Regions from separate parts of the Mus musculus genome. Here region 2 is linked to region 1. A link is a contact called in public Hi-C data. All regions are on one chromosome and are shown on one strand. Each heading gives the region's core, a stretch centred on a gene start, on an enhancer-like site or on the middle of the called end of the contact. The rest is flanking DNA. Distances are from core to core; before and after follow the strand shown.

Region 1 (7,903 bases), core at 2,618-5,117:
CTGCTTGCTAGCTTGCTCCTGGGCTCATGGTTGCCTACTTTTTTTTTTTTAAATACAACCCAGGACCATCTGCCTTTGGGGCGCTACCAATGATAATAAGCTTTGCCCTCCTACATAAATTAGCAAGTGAGAAAATGCCTCATAGACATGCACACAGGCCAAGCTTATGGAAGCAATTCAATTGAGGTTCTCTCTTCCCGGGCTTTTGAAATTGACAACCAAAACTAGTTACGGTGATCTTGGAGGCTCTACAGGTGTTTTACTGTTTTGTTTGCATACAGAATAGTGAGTTGCATCATGTATGCACATATATGTCATTGTCTTTGCTGACATCCTCTCATTACCTTCTTTCTTCCTCCCACTTCCAGCTGGCCCCAAATTCTTGCCCATTTAAAAGTACCTGGTCTGTGTTATCACACTGTAGCAACCCAGACACCTTAGAGACAACACCCTCATCTATGGAAGACGTTGTTTGACGTCTTTGGTACAGTTAGACTGATTCTCATGAGCAGGGTTATCTGTAGGAGTTACTGCACAGTGTGGGAAGAGAGACTCTTTCTTCGTTCCTTTTCTAATCTTCTGAGGATGTCACATAGTTCATGACTTGGCAGGTTTTTTTTTTGTTTTTTGTTTTTTGTTTTTTTTTTGTTTTTTGTTTTTTTTTTGTTTTTCGAGACAGGGTTTCTCTGTGTAGCCCTGACTATTCTGGAACTCACTCTGTAGACCAGGCTGGCCTCGAACTCAGAAATCCGCCTGCCTCTGCCTCCCAAGTGTTGGGATTAAAGGCATGCGCCACCACCAACTGGCTTGGCAGCTTTTGATGCTGGTTTCCAGATGAGACTGGGCATGTCTGGGTGGCATGGCTATTAACTTGGTGTTGATTTTCAGACACAGACATTTAAAAGAGGATGTTTCCCCCCGTGGATACTACATATCTTTATCAGCAGGTTTCACTATGTAGCATTTTCCTTATTATTCAATTGAAACGCTTTCTAGTTTTCACAGTGGTTCTCTTTTTGACCCGTGGGTTATTTGAAGTTATCATATTCTGCCCCATTTCTCTATAAACGTATTTCTAAAAATGTATCTATTTTATATGTCTAGATGTTTCGCCTGCATGTATGTCTGTTTACCGCCTGTGTTACTGGTGCCTGCAGAATCCAGATAAGGGCATCAGATCCCCTAGGACTGGAGTTACAGATGGTTGTGAGCCATAACATAGGTGCTGGGTATCAAATCCTGGTCCTCTGGAAGAGCAGCAGCAGGTATTCGTAGCTAACCCATCTCTAAGTTCCCACTTATCTATCGTATCTATAGATCCTCCCCACCCACATCCATTTATAGTACTGCGGCTTGGCTGAACTTAAGGTTCTGTGTATCCAGCACCTCTAACACAGAGCTGTGCCTGCGGAGTTTTTACTTGTTTGTTTGGGGACAGGGTTTCACTTTGTTTCCCAGACTGGCCTTGAACTCATTCAGTGGCCCAGAGGGAGATTGACTTTCAGTTGTGTGAGGTTCGGACGGAGCCACCAGTCCAGCTTTAACAGTATTTTATCCTGAATTTTTATTTGTTTATTTTGTGTGTGGAGGGTTGGGTGGGTGCATGTGCCAGTCAGAGGGCAAGTTCACGAGTCAGTCAGTTCCCTCTGCTTCCAGGTGGGTCCTGGGGATCAGCTCAGGTCACCAGGTTGACAGCAACCTTCACCTGATGAGCCACGTGGCCAGCCCTTGACATTTCTTTTTAAAGTCCATGTCCTCCAGGTTTACGGTATTGTTTGTTGGAGCAACCCAAATGCCCTGTGACAATGTCCTCATATCTGAAAGCGACTGCTCCTGTGTTGAGCCCAGTTTGACAGGTGTTTATGCTAGGATGTCTAGTTTGATGTGGGTTATTGTATAAATGGGGGAAGTGAGACTCTTGTTTTTCTTTAGAAAAATTTTTTCCCCTAACTTTTGGGTCTATGGCCTAGCTTTCTAATTTTCAGCTCTGTTCTTCCCTCCTTCCTTCCACTCATCACCCTCTCTCAGACCATCTCAGTCAGGGTCTTTATATTTAGCTCAGTCGAACCTGAAACTCACAATGTAGTACAAGCTGACCTCATAATTGTGATCCCCCTGCCTGGGCACAGGGATTATGAACAACATGTAATTTCTAATCCTCTGTTGCCAGCATCTCTGTTGTCACCCCCACCCGCACCCCCATTTTGCCCTGCCAGAATTGATTTACACACGGGGTTCCCCACTCTGATTTGGGGGCCTCTTGAGGCAAGATCAGCGCCATGAAGTTGGAGAGGTGCAGATATTTAGACACCGGTTCTATGTTGCAGCTCTTCAATGCTCCTCCAGGGCTCTGTCACTCATGGGCCTGTCCTCTCTTACAGCTGCTAATCCTGTCTGGGCTCCTGGACTACCCGTCAATGCCTTGCAAGCCTGCCTCCTAACCCCTCATGCTTAGTCTTTTTGCATATTAAAATTTTAGGAACTTTTTTTTGTTTTGTTTTTTCGAGACAGGATTTCTTTGTGTAGCCCTGGCTGTCCTGGAACTCACTTTGTAGACCAGGCTGGCCTCGAGCTCAGAAATCCACCTGCTTCTGCCTCCCGAGTGCTGGGATTAAAGGCGTGTGCCACCAAGCCCGGCTTCGTAGGAACATCTTAATTCGAACATGTTTGTTCTGTATATTAACACTGACTAACATACAGGCATATTAGAAAAATTTTAAGAAACCTGACCTAACCATCTTTGCTAACTATCCTTTTGTTTTTTGACTTTTCTTTTTAGAAATTCTTGGGTTTCCCATGCAGGCATCCCAGCGTCCTGCCCTTGTGGCCGTTGTGTTTCTCCTTTAGTACCTTTAATTTTGCCGTTCCTGTCAGTTTGGCCATTCTCCCGCCTCCATTCTAACACTCAGCAGAAATGCAGTTGTCTCCTTCCCGGCTGTAAGTCAGAGGTGCTGAGAACGATACTCTTTTATAGGTCTTGGCAAGCTATGTCATTTGATGTTAACAGGATTTTCTTCTCTCTGAGTCTGTTAGTTTTTCAAATCATGAACAGATGTTGATCTGTGTCCAGTGCTTTGCTTCATAGTTTGAGGTGACCACAAAGCTCCTTTCTTTCTCTTTCTCTTCCCACTTAGGTCCCAGCCCTGTCCTGGCAGTTCAGGTCAAGGTAAAGGCCTTTCTTTTCTTGCCCCAGTGTCTGAGAGCAGGGCTGGAGCCCTCCCTACATCCAGTCTTCTCAGGTCAAATGCCATGACAACATCGTGTTGATATATTATTTTGCTTATAAAACATCCCCATTTGTGTTTAACCCAAGAACTCCAGGGGGGTCAGTAAAGAAAGGAAGTCATAATGAAACTAACAAGGAGAAAACCCCAGCTGATCTAAATCTGTGTTTGCAGCAATCCTACAGAGCAATCAAGCAAACGGGAGTTAGTCTACTTGGACAGAAGAGAACACAGGCTCAGAAGAGAAGAGGTGTTTTACTTGAGGACTGTGCAAAGCCAGACCAGACTCTACTTGTGTGTGTGTGTGTGTGTGTGTGTGTGTGTGTGTGTGTGTGTGTGTGTGTGTGTGTGTGGAGGGGGGTTGGGGGTGAGGATGTAGCAGGCACAGAAGCCAGGGGTCTAACCACACTGCAGACTGTTCTAGTGGTGCGCAGCCATCATCCCAGCCCTGGGGGTGGAAGTAAGAGAATCAGAAGTTCAAAAGGAGTCTTAACAAACTGAGCTCGTGGGACAGCCTGGGCTGCACATAAAAAAGAAAGCAACAACAAGAAAAGAAACTCTGTTTGCTTTCTCCTAACAGGAAGTGAGACCCCCCCATCCCCCTACGTTGCCCTGGTGTCATTTCCCCTCCCTCGAAGCCTCAGTGCTAAGTATCTCCAAGTCGGCCTCCTCACTTCCCGGCTTCCACAGTGGCCCTTTGACGGTGCTCCCGGACCTTGCAGGTACTCTGAGGTGGATGAGAGTATTGGTAACCCGGAGGCATAGGAGTCTAAAGTCCTCTCAGCTCTGATTCCTCTGGTGTAGAGATGGGCAGGTACTGGCTGCTGCCAGGTCTCCTCCTTTCCCTGCCTCTGGTAACTGGGTGGAGCACTTCCAACTGCCTGGTGACCGAAGGCTCCCGACTGCCCCTGGTCTCCCGCTATTTCACATTCTGCCGCCATTCCAAGCTATCCTTTCTTGCTGCATGCCTCTCCGTGAGCAACCTGACACAGACCTTGGAAGTTGTACCTCGGACTGTGGAGGGGCTCTGCCTCGGTGGTACTGTGTCTACTCTGCTTCCAGATGCTTTCTCTGCTTTTCCTGGTCTCAAGGTCCTGGCACTGAGTCTGCACCTTACCCAACTTCTGCCAGGAGCTCTCCGGGGTCTGGGACAGTTGCAGAGCCTCTCTTTTTTTGACTCTCCTCTTAGGAGATCTCTCTTTCTACCTCCTGATGCCTTCAGTGACCTGATTTCCCTCCAGAGACTCCATATCTCTGGCCCTTGCCTGGATAAGAAGGCAGGCATCCGCCTGCCTCCCGGTCTGCAATGGCTGGGTGTCACGCTCAGTTGCATTCAGGACGTGGGAGAGCTGGCTGGTATGTTCCCAGATCTGGTGCAAGGTTCCTCCTCCAGGGTTTCGTGGACCCTGCAGAAGTTGGATCTGTCATCCAACTGGAAGCTGAAGATGGCTAGTCCTGGGTCCCTCCAGGGTCTCCAGGTGGAGATTCTGGACCTGACAAGAACACCACTGGATGCCGTGTGGCTGAAGGGCCTGGGACTTCAGAAACTCGATGTCTTGTATGCACAGACTGCCACGGCCGAGCTGGCTGCTGAGGCTGTTGCCCACTTTGAGCTGCAGGGCTTGATTGTGAAAGAAAGCAAGATAGGATCTATATCTCAGGAGGCTCTGGCTTCCTGCCACAGCCTGAAGACCTTGGGTCTTTCAAGCACTGGCCTAACCAAGCTTCCACCAGGCTTCCTGACTGCCATGCCTAGGCTTCAGCGACTGGAGCTGTCCGGAAACCAACTGCAGAGCGCCGTGCTGTGCATGAATGAGACGGGAGATGTGTCAGGACTCACGACTCTGGATCTGTCAGGCAACAGGTTGCGCATCCTGCCTCCAGCCGCCTTCTCCTGCTTACCCCACTTGCGAGAGCTGCTGCTTCGGTACAACCAGCTGCTTTCCCTGGAGGGATACCTATTCCAGGAGCTCCAGCAACTAGAGACCTTGAAGCTGGATGGAAACCCCCTGCTTCACCTGGGTAAGAACTGGTTGGCGGCTCTGCCTGCATTGACCACCCTTAGCTTGCTAGATACCCAAATACGGATGAGCCCAGAGCCTGGCTTCTGGGGAGCAAAGAATCTGCATACCTTGAGCCTGAAGCTTCCCGCTCTCCCTGCTCCGGCAGTATTGTTCCTGCCCATGTATCTGACCAGCTTAGAGCTTCATATAGCCTCAGGCACGACGGAGCACTGGACGCTGTCCCCAGCGATCTTTCCTTCCTTGGAGACCTTGACTATAAGCGGCGGGGGACTGAAGCTGAAGCTGGGGTCCCAGAATGCTTCTGGGGTCTTCCCTGCTCTCCAGAAGCTCTCCCTGCTTAAGAACAGCTTGGATGCCTTCTGCTCCCAGGGTACCTCCAACCTTTTCCTCTGGCAGCTCCCCAAACTTCAGTCCTTGAGGGTATGGGGTGCTGGAAACAGCTCCAGACCCTGCCTTATCACTGGGCTGCCCAGCCTACGGGAGCTGAAGCTGGCGTCGCTTCAGTCCATAACCCAGCCCCGTTCGGTGCAGCTGGAGGAGCTGGTGGGTGACCTTCCACAGCTCCAGGCCTTAGTGCTATCCAGCACAGGCCTCAAGTCACTGTCGGCTGCTGCTTTCCAGCGCCTGCACAGTCTCCAGGTCTTAGTGCTAGAATACGAGAAGGACTTGATGCTGCAGGACAGTCTGAGGGAGTACAGCCCTCAGATGCCCCACTATATATACATTCTGGAGTCAAACCTGGCCTGCCACTGTGCCAATGCGTGGATGGAGCCATGGGTTAAGCGGTCCACTAAAACGTACATATACATAAGAGACAATCGCTTATGTCCAGGACAAGACAGGCTCTCTGCTAGGGGTTCCCTTCCCTCCTTTCTCTGGGACCACTGCCCCCAGACGTTGGAGCTGAAACTCTTTTTGGCTAGTTCTGCCTTGGTGTTCATGCTAATTGCCTTGCCTCTCCTCCAAGAAGCCAGGAACTCTTGGATCCCCTACCTGCAGGCCTTGTTCAGGGTTTGGCTCCAGGGTCTGAGGGGTAAGGGAGACAAGGGGAAGAGGTTCCTTTTTGATGTATTCGTGTCCCACTGCAGGCAAGACCAGGGCTGGGTGATAGAGGAACTTCTGCCTGCTCTGGAGGGCTTCCTTCCAGCTGGCCTGGGCCTGCGCCTCTGTCTCCCCGAGCGTGACTTTGAGCCTGGTAAGGATGTAGTTGATAATGTGGTAGATAGCATGTTGAGCAGCCGTACCACACTCTGCGTGTTGAGTGGGCAGGCCCTGTGTAACCCCCGATGCCGCCTGGAGCTCCGCTTGGCCACCTCTCTCCTCCTGGCTGCCCCGTCCCCTCCAGTGTTGCTGCTAGTCTTCTTGGAACCCATTTCTCGGCACCAGCTTCCGGGTTACCACAGACTGGCTCGGCTGCTTCGAAGAGGAGACTACTGTCTGTGGCCCGAGGAAGAGGAGAGAAAGAGTGGGTTCTGGACTTGGCTGAGGAGCAGGCTAGGGTAGCCATAGCCAGCACTGGTGTGGGGTGGTGCATGTGAATTTTGGGGTGGGGTTGGGGGAAGGGAAGCAAGCCTGCCTGTCAAGGAGTTGGTGTGTTTGTAGGTGCAGGGTCGGGGACAGTGGGTCTAAGAGGCTGAAGTCAGCCTTTTGCAGCGCAGGAATCCACGTGCTGTGAACACAGGTTTTGGGGGGCCTGGAGGTTGAATGAGGAAAACTGAGAGATGGAAGGTGTCCGCGGGGTATGTGACATTCCCAAGATCTTCAAATCCTCAGTAAACTTGCTAAATTCATGAAATGCGTGGCATGGTTGAACTTTTTATTTAGTAGAAATGCAAGGGGCAGAAAGCAAAGCGGGAAATGAAGGTGGAAATTCATGGGCACGCTAGGAAGGAGGGAAGGCTTTCCTAAGCTACAGAACTTGGGGCCAGGTCAAGTTCAGCCTGACCTTCGTGCGCCAGTGGGTCTTTTTGCATCAAGTGCCATAGAGGCTGTTTAGTTTCACTTCTGTGCATGTGATAAAACACCCAGGCCAAATCAACTTAAAGGAAGAAAGGGTTTTTATTTGTTTGTTTGTGGTCCCCTCCTCAACAATTTCAGGTTGCACTCTGTCGAAGTGGGACGTCAAGGCAGAAATTCAAGGCAGGCTTGCTTGTTATTTCACACAGCATTATCGTCCAACCAAGGAGCTCACTTCACAGGCAAGAAGTACAGCAAGAACCATGGAGGTGCCACTTGCGAGCCGGCTTATGCTCAGCCTGCTTTCTTATCGGGTTCAAGGCCACTGCCTAGGATTGGTGTGGCTAACACTGGATGTGTTTCTCCAAATGACAATCAAGACAAGTCCTCCCACAGACATACCCCCAGGCCAATCTGTTCTAGGCAATTTCTCAGTTGCGATTTTCCTCTCAGGTGACTTTAGGCTATGACAGAGTTGACAGCTGAGGTCCAAACAACTGGGAGGCAGACAGATCATTTCTCCTTCCGGGAACACATGAAGCTGTGTTCTCATGTAGTGCATCCTCCTGAGCCTCAGAGAAACACCGTCACCCTGGATGCTCCAGCTGTATGGCACCAGCCACGTGTGGCTCCCAGAGCACCTCGCTCTCGAGAACCCTCGCCCCCGGGCCTTTGCACATTCTGCTTCCTTACGAACAA
Region 2 (7,903 bases), core at 2,638-5,137, 570 kb before region 1:
AATAGTAAGTGGGCATTAGCTTCAATTTTTAATGATTTATTTCTTTAAATTATATACATGTATGTATGTATGTATGTATGTATGTATGTATGTATGTATATTGGTGTGTCCAAGTGTCTTTGAAGCCCAGAGTCAGCCCCTTGGTGCTGAAGTTACAGGGAGTTGTAAGCCACCTGATGTGGGTGCTGGAAACTAACTCAGAGTCCTATGCAAGAGCAGTATATTGTGTCCCCAAACAAAAGTTTCAAGCAAACCCAGGTGTCTGAAACTATGTAAAGAGGCCATGTAGTAATAACCACTTCTGAAAATACCACCTGCTCTCAAACAGACAGACCCTTTTCTAGACCTAGCAGTGGAGTGCCTTGAGATCACTGTGTACCCACTCTGCTGCCCTACTGTCTGCCCTACCCAGCCTGTGTAAGTTTAACCTGTCTTTAAGAGAACAATGTAACCAACCTTACCTACTCTGAATTCCCCACACAGTCAGCTTTCACTCACGGCCCAAGCTTTACTCTTCCATGCCCCTGACCCAGAACAGTGTGTGTGTGTGTGTGTGTGTGTGCGTGTGTGTGTGTGTGTGTATGTGCACATGTGTGTTAGTCACTTGCTGAAGGCAGCGAATAAGTAGAAAGCCACAAACCCCCATAAACGTTGCAGGCAACACGGTTGATAAATAACTACTGTGGGAGGCTTTGAGCACTCATCTTTCTAGTAAAGTGTTCTTCATTCCCTTCCTATGCCATAGTTCTGTGCTGTCCAGTAAACAGAGAGTAACAGGGACAGGTAACAGGAAGACATCAGATGCACACCAGAAAGATAATAGACAGGCCACAGACAGACAGAAGACACAGGGAGAGAAGTAGAGAATTCAAATTTTGCCTTCTTTCTTGGTTTAAATTACTCTAAGAAGGAATATCTTTCTTTTAATTCCTTAATTCAACCATTGGTGCAAGCTGTCACAAAAAAACAAAAGATAATTAAAAAAAAAAAAAACAACAAAAAGAAAAAAGAGCAGAATAACTCCAGTCAGTTGATGGGTGAATAAATACCTTTATATCTACATCTTCATACAATGGAATATTAATTAGTCTCAAAAAGGAACAAGAAAAGCGGACTGCAGATTTGTATGTAAATCTATTTTAAAGGTAGACCAGAGCCAACTGCTCTAGCCTGAGGTACAGGCTTAAGAGAGAGGAGACAAGAGGCTTCTAGCTCCCAGATATCTGACCTGAGCCTTGGTACCTGGTAATAGGTGCCATTTTCTTTTCTTTTTAAAGACTTAAGTGTATCTGTGTAAGAGTATGTGTGTATAAGTGCAGGTGCCTGCAGAAGCCAGAGGCATTACATCCCTTTAGGTGGCTGTAAGACACCTAATCTGGGTGTTAAAGATTGAACTTGGGGTAGGGGGTGGGATGGAGAGATGGTTCAGCAGTTAGGAGCACTGACTGCTCTTCCAGAGGTCCTGACTTCAATTCCCAGCAACCACATGGTGGCTCACAGCCATCTGTAATAGGATCCAATGCCCCTTTCTGGTGTGTCTGAAGATAACTAGTGTACTCATATACATTAAATAAATAATTCTTAAAAAAAGAAAAAGAGAAAAAGACATTGAACTTGGGTCCTATGCAAGAACACCAAGTGCTCTTAGCCGCCTTGTGTAACGCCATCGCTTTAGCCCCTGTTTTTCTTTTTTTTTTAAAAAAGGTTTACAAAATACAATAAAGGGCAGAGACATGTGTCTCAGTGTCCATGTTCCCGTCTCTGTGTCTGGGCACCACTTACTCTCCCTCTCTGCCTCCAGGGTGCCCTTATTCACCCGGTGTCTGCTTCCCTCTAATTCTTTCCCACACACCAGAGCCCTTTCCTATAAGGGAAGCGGTTTCCTGGAAGAGACCAAAGGTCAGAGTAGGCCAGTGGGATGAAGAGACACAGCAAGCCTGGGGGGGAGGAGAAGGTGGGAGGGAGAAGGAAGAGGGTAGGAAAGGATATGTTGGGAAGGGATGGGGCCTGGAAGTGAGGGGAGCGCAGGGAAAAGGAGAGAAGGGTGATGGGGGCGGGGGGCAAGGAGTGGAGGGAGTGAGAAAGAAATATGAGGAATGAAATTCTGAGAGAAACGAAATCACACACTACCTTGTGTAACACCATCCTGTGAAAGGACACCAATGGGCACACCTTATCTGACTCTAGGCATCAGACCCACCCAGGAGTGGTATACACTTAGGGACAGAAAGCAGATCAGTACTTGGGGGACAAGGATGAGTTAACTCTTAATATAGCTAATGGTACAAGGTTTTCTTTTTCTCTTTTTCTTTCTGTTTTTTCCACTGAGGGTCTTATGAAGCCCATGATGACCTTAACTTCAGCTATGTCACCGAAAGTGTCCTTAAATTCTGGATCTTCTTGCTTCCACTTCCTACATGCTGGGATTACAGCGTGTGCTCAGGTTGGTTCACATTTTTCTAGGGGTCGGGGGAGTTGGGAATAAAAATATTCTAGAACTTTAACCTTGTGGGTATACAAGAACTGACTAAAATGTACCCTTCGAAGAGGTGAATGAATGTTCTTAGTGACAGGGTCTCTGTATAGAGCTCTACCTAGCCAGGAACTCATTATGTAAACAAGGCTGGCCTCCAAATTGCAGCCACCCCCCTGTCTCTGACTCTCAGGTATTAAGATTACAGGTAGCATGTACCACCACACCCAGGATAGGTAAATTTAAAAAAAAAAATAGCTTGGTGGTGCAACCGCCCTTAGCGTAATTCTAGTCCAGTCTTTATCTGGCTTGTAAAACAAAGTTTACAAGCCCCTCATGACTTGGCTCCTACCTGTCTCTCCTTAGAGAACATGTCAAAGGACAGCAATAGGTTCTGTGGAGGAACATCAGAGGCACGGGCAGGCAGGGATGGAAACGGTTCTGTTGGCAGGGAGTTGTGGTGGCCGAGCAGTACTGTGCTTGCTTTATTCCATTTAAATCAGTGTCCTTGGACAAAGGGTGTGTGAGGGCACTGAAGGCTGAGTCCAGGGCCTTACTCATGCTTTACCACGGAGCTGAGCCTAGCCTTCTCCCTGTTCTACAATATTCTTGCTTCCCCTTGGGTCTTCCCTGTCTGAAATGCAGTTCTCAGCGCCCGCGTGTACACAACACACACACACACACACACACACACACACACGCCAGAAGAGGACGTCAGATCCCCTGATACAGGCCGTACCGAATAACCTGACATGGGTGCTGGGAACTGAAAACGGGTCTTCTGTAAGAGCAGTACTTTCTTTCCATTTCAGAGCCATCTCTTCGGCCAGCTCGCCCCTTATTTCTTTTCAGAACTTCAGTCATAGGAACTTTCAGTACGTGTTTTATTTGGGTTATAGGTCCTTTTAAATTTCCGGTTCTCTCCGCCAGAGTCCTGGAAAGACATGGCCCTGACTCCCTAGAGCCTAGCAGTGCTCCCGGCATGGAATAGGATGGGTGGAATGAGGTTCCCAGCCCCAGGAATGGCTGGAGCACAAGCTACGTGCACACAAAGGGTGAGCCCACTGGAGTTTCTCTTGCACCCTGAGAATGGCTGCTTGACTGATCAACTAGCAGAGAGGGCCGTAGAGCCGCCCAGGCGCGGAGACCGCGGCCCCACTCGTTTAGGGATTGGCATCGGGAATCATGGGACTTCAAATTCTCGGTACCCAACGGCGCATCCCAACCCCCCACCAAGGCCTGACCTGCAGGTTCCGGGTGATAAGATGCAGCTTCTCCTCAGGGCTTGGAGCATCACCCATGGCTCCGCTGTCTCTGTTTCCCGCGCTCAGCCGGCACCCGCGCCCTTTCCTCGTTCGCCGTCGTCTCCGCGTGCCGGGAACTGTCACGCTAGTCCCGTCGGGTTGCATCAGCTGAGCTCGTCGCTCCGCTTGCTAGGCCTAGATTCTGTCTGTCCCCTCCTCTCCCCGAGCATCCCCGAGTCAGGAGCAGCAGAGAGTCGAAAGAATCGATGAAACAGGAAGGGGCGGAACCATCCAAAAAAAAAAAAACCAAAACAGTGTAGGTGGAGCTGGGGGGCGGGGTTAGGAAGGCCGCCCATGACGCACCCTCTCAGGGGCGGGGCGGTTTCCTGCCAATCACTGCTTGCTTGCCCTCCCCCTGGTGTTGGCCCCGCTGCCTCGGGGTGGGGGAGGTCGTGAAGGGGGCGATAAAATGGCGCAGGGGGCGGAGTGAGGTGCTGCCGCTCGCCCAGGCTTTTGGCCCGGCTTCCGGAGGTGAAGAGCGGGCGGGACGTAAGGGTCGGCGCCCGTCGTCTAGGCGAGGGGTCGGGGGGGAGGGGGCGGGCCGCCTGTTGCTTCTCCACAGGGCCGCGTTCTTCGTCTTGCCCCCGTGAGGAGTAGGGAAGCTCGTCTCGCTGAGGGAAGGGCTGCTTCTCGCGCCAGAGGTGATGGCGGGCGGGGAGGTTGTCCCTGCCCCCCACCTCCACATCCGTGGGCGAGTGACGCCCCTCATCCCGCTGAGGAAAAGGGAGCTGTCAGGTCCTCGGGCCGCCGGCCCTGCCAGTGGGGGCGGGGGGGGGGGTCTTCCTCTCCCGGTGCCTGCCTTCCCCGCGGGAGGCTGTTGCTAGGGAGAGCGGGGATGGCGGGCTTCCCGCGGGGCGTCGTGGCGGGAGAGGGCGACCCACTCCGGGCGACCGCGGGCCGCAGCCTGCCGAGATGTGGCAGTCAGCGTCTGTCCCCTGAGGTCGGGTGCCCTGGCGGAGCCCGCGGGGGGACCTGGGTCGCCCCTGGGGGGAGGGGCGCGGAGGGAACACGCGCTCCTCCCGCTATCCGCGGGGAGGCGAGGACTCGCTCTCCCGAGTGGGAGGAGGAGGGAAGTGCAGAGGCCCTGGGCGCGGCGGGCGGGCGGGTAGTGTTCCCGACGGGGAGGCCCGCGGGCATCCTCGCAAGGTATCCCTGGGCCACCGTTGCTGGGTTTCATCCAGGGCCGCAGGGAATGCTGCAGACACCTAAGGTGAGCCCTTCTTCAGAGGGCCACCAAATGAGGACGGAGTTCACCGGCTGCCCTCATTTTTTGTTTTTTGTCCTCCCCCCCCCACCCCCCCGTGGTTGTTAAGAGCCCCAGGCTTTAATAGACTATTCTTGTAAAAGAAACCTGTTGCTTCAGTTTAGAAAAATCTGCTGCCTGGGCCTGTGTGGGAATTCTTGGCTCCCTAGTCTGGGGGAATTGTTACCTAAAGCAGAGATTTCCAGACCGGTTATCTTTCCATTTTACCTTGTTTGCAGTTAGCCCAGAGGGAGTTGCAAATTCTTTCAGATAGTCAGTTCCCTTTGTTAAAAAAAAAAATTTTGGGAGGGGCTCATTTTGATGATACACCCTTTTTTGGTGGATGCTGTCTGCTTCACGGGTAGTGTATTTTGTTTAGGAGAGGTTGGAAATCAAAGGCCAATGAGGAGTACCCCTCCACCCCCTTTTGCAAAATCCTTGCTTTTGGTCCTGCATATCAGACCCAGTTGGGTAGTGGTTTTGGTTTTAGAGTCCTGAACTAGGTAGGATGTGTAGTATACATTTGGCATTGGCGTTTTACTGTCCTGAATAGAATGAGGCTTTGTGCACGAAGCCAATAGGCAATAGGTTTTTTGAGGTAAGATAAAAATAGATGGGGGAACCAGTTTCTGAGGTTGCAACCAGGAGGTTAGAGAACAGAGAGGGGGTGGTACACTAAAGTGTGAAGACGGGGGTGGACAGGTGAGGGAAGTAGAAGGACAGAATAGGGTCACACAGAGATGTGGAGCAGAATTAAGAGAATTTAGAAATAGGAAAATATTCCTCCCTGAAAAATAAGCGTCCATGTTTGAAAGATTTACCAGGCAAGTGCCAAGAATGGCAGGTGATGTAGCATTCGAGAGGGGGGATTGTGACACTTAAGAGGTTCACGATGTTTATTATTAACATAATATTATTCTGTGGATTATGATTTTTTTTTTTTTTTTGAGACAGGGTCTTACTGTGTACCACTAGCCAGGAACTTGCAGTGTAGACCAGGCTGGCCTAGAATGCTGAGATGCACCCAACTCTGTCTCCTCTAGGTGCTGGGATGAAAGGCAAATGTCTCCATGCCTTGCCATATTGAAGGCTTCCCTCCCTTGAAAATTCAAGTTGACTTTATGTCAAACCCCTCCTTTTCCCTCCCACCTTTGTCCTGTGTAGCCCCTATGGTTTGGAACTTGAGATGAAGCCTCAGGTAGCCTTGAACGCCTCATCCTCTTGCCTCCCCCACCAACATTCTGGAAATACAGACAAGTGAGCGCCAGTGTGTCTGCCTTTTTCAGATGAGTGTTCTCATTTATATTGAAGTTCAGAGACTTAAATGAATTGCCGAGGTCATTGAATTTTAGCCCAGTGCCTCTAATACAAGCTACTTCATGGGCCATTAATTTAAAGAATTTACCTGATATTTCAGTTACCCATCCAGTCTAGTCCTAAATTAGTTTACTGACAATATGGTTAAGTGCTTCACTAAGTAGATCATACTAAATAATTCCTAAATCGAGTCTGGGGAAGATTCTTGCCAGTTTAGCCTTTTTTCCTATCATTCTTGTGCTTAAGGCTCTTCCGGTGAGATGGATGTAGGTGGTGGGATGAAATAACCATAGCTGGTGGACTAAGTGCCTTATGTTCATGTCTTTCTTAGTATTTATAATAACCTCATGAGACTAATGGACTGTGAGGTTTCCTGTTTTATAGGTGGAGAATTTTCATTACACCTACTTTATAGGTGTGTTTGGTACATCTTTCTCACTGGCTTTATAACTTCATTTTTGTTGTGGTTTGCTTTTTGAGACAGGGTCTCACTGTGTTGCCCAGACTGGCCGGGAACTGACAGTGTAGGCCAGGCAGGCATTGAACTCACAGAGATCCACCTGTCTCTGCCAGTTGACTGATAGGATTAAATGTGTATGTCATCACATCCACCTAGGCCAGCCTGGTCTACATAGTGAGTACCAAGCCAATCAGGGAGACATAGTGAGACTACTCAAAATCCAAACTTTTTTTTTTTTTTTAAAACAATTTGTGTATCTGTGTGTATGGTGTGCAAGCTTTTGTGCATGTGTATCGTGTGGAAGTGGAGGTCTGAGATGAGTCAATTCTTTCCTTCTATCTTTTTTTTGTTTTTCTTTTTGGTTTTTTGAGACAGGGTTTCTCTGCATAGCCCTAACTGTCCTGGAACTCTCTTTGTAGACCAGGCTGGCCTTGAACTCAGATATCCGCCTACCTCTGCCTCCCAAGTGCTGGGACTAAAGGCGTGTACCACCATGCCCGGCTCTTTCTATCTTTATATGGGTACTAGAGAGTAAATTCAGATGTCCAGGCTTGTGGTCCTTTCCTCACTGAGACAGCTAGCCATTTTCTAAGAGTGTTGTTTTATTAGATATTTCAAACAGAAAATTAAGCAAGGTAGCATAATAATAATAATTACCATTATACTTACTTTCCAGGTTTATAGTCTACCTCTACTGATTTAAAAAAAAAATCCAGGTATACTACCTGTAGTTCTAGGACTTGTGAGGCTAACAAGGAGGGAGAGTCAGGACATCCTTGGCTATATAGCAAATTTCAGGATAGCCTGGGCTACATGAGACCTTGACTCATTACAATACCAAAACATTACAGATAGACCGAAGCTATTCATTTCTCCTTGCCACTACCAGAAGTTATTGCTATCCTGAATTTGGTGTTTTTTATTTTTTAAATATTTTTTATAATTTTGTGATTTCTATATATCATAGAAACTTTTTTTTTAACAGATAATTACAGTAGGGAAAAGGTAGGAAATCTTTAGAAGATATATCAGCCTGTTGCATTTTATGGGCCTTATTTAAGTGATGGCTTGTTTGTTTTCCTCAAGCCTGAAAAATATGACAAGAT

Evidence for each region. Hi-C and Micro-C count contacts between places; a contact is called where the count stands out from the background.
Region 2: a Hi-C map of cortical neurons shows a contact between it and region 1, with 4 times the contacts expected there. The contact joins the promoter of Yars here to the promoter of Tlr12 in region 1. A contact is called at or near these places in 3 of 484 Hi-C or Micro-C datasets (CD4 T cells, cortical neurons and embryonic stem cells), 1 of 115 datasets of contacts at active chromatin or transcription factors (memory CD8 T cells) and 2 of 9 other capture datasets (adipose tissue and liver).

Annotation. Positions count from the first base shown.
Region 1 is chr4:128,614,583-128,622,485 of GRCm38.p6, reverse strand. Tlr12 (toll-like receptor 12) reads left to right here and starts at 3,867. Exons shown (of 1, transcript NM_205823.2): 1 at 3,867-7,040. The coding sequence starts at 4,031. The coding sequence ends at 6,751.
Region 2 is chr4:129,185,887-129,193,789 of GRCm38.p6, reverse strand. Yars (tyrosyl-tRNA synthetase) reads right to left here and starts at 3,887. Exons shown (of 13, transcript NM_134151.5): 1 at 3,718-3,887. The coding sequence starts at 3,774. S100pbp (S100P binding protein) reads left to right here and starts at 4,211. Exons shown (of 7, transcript NM_001379590.1): 1 at 4,211-4,248.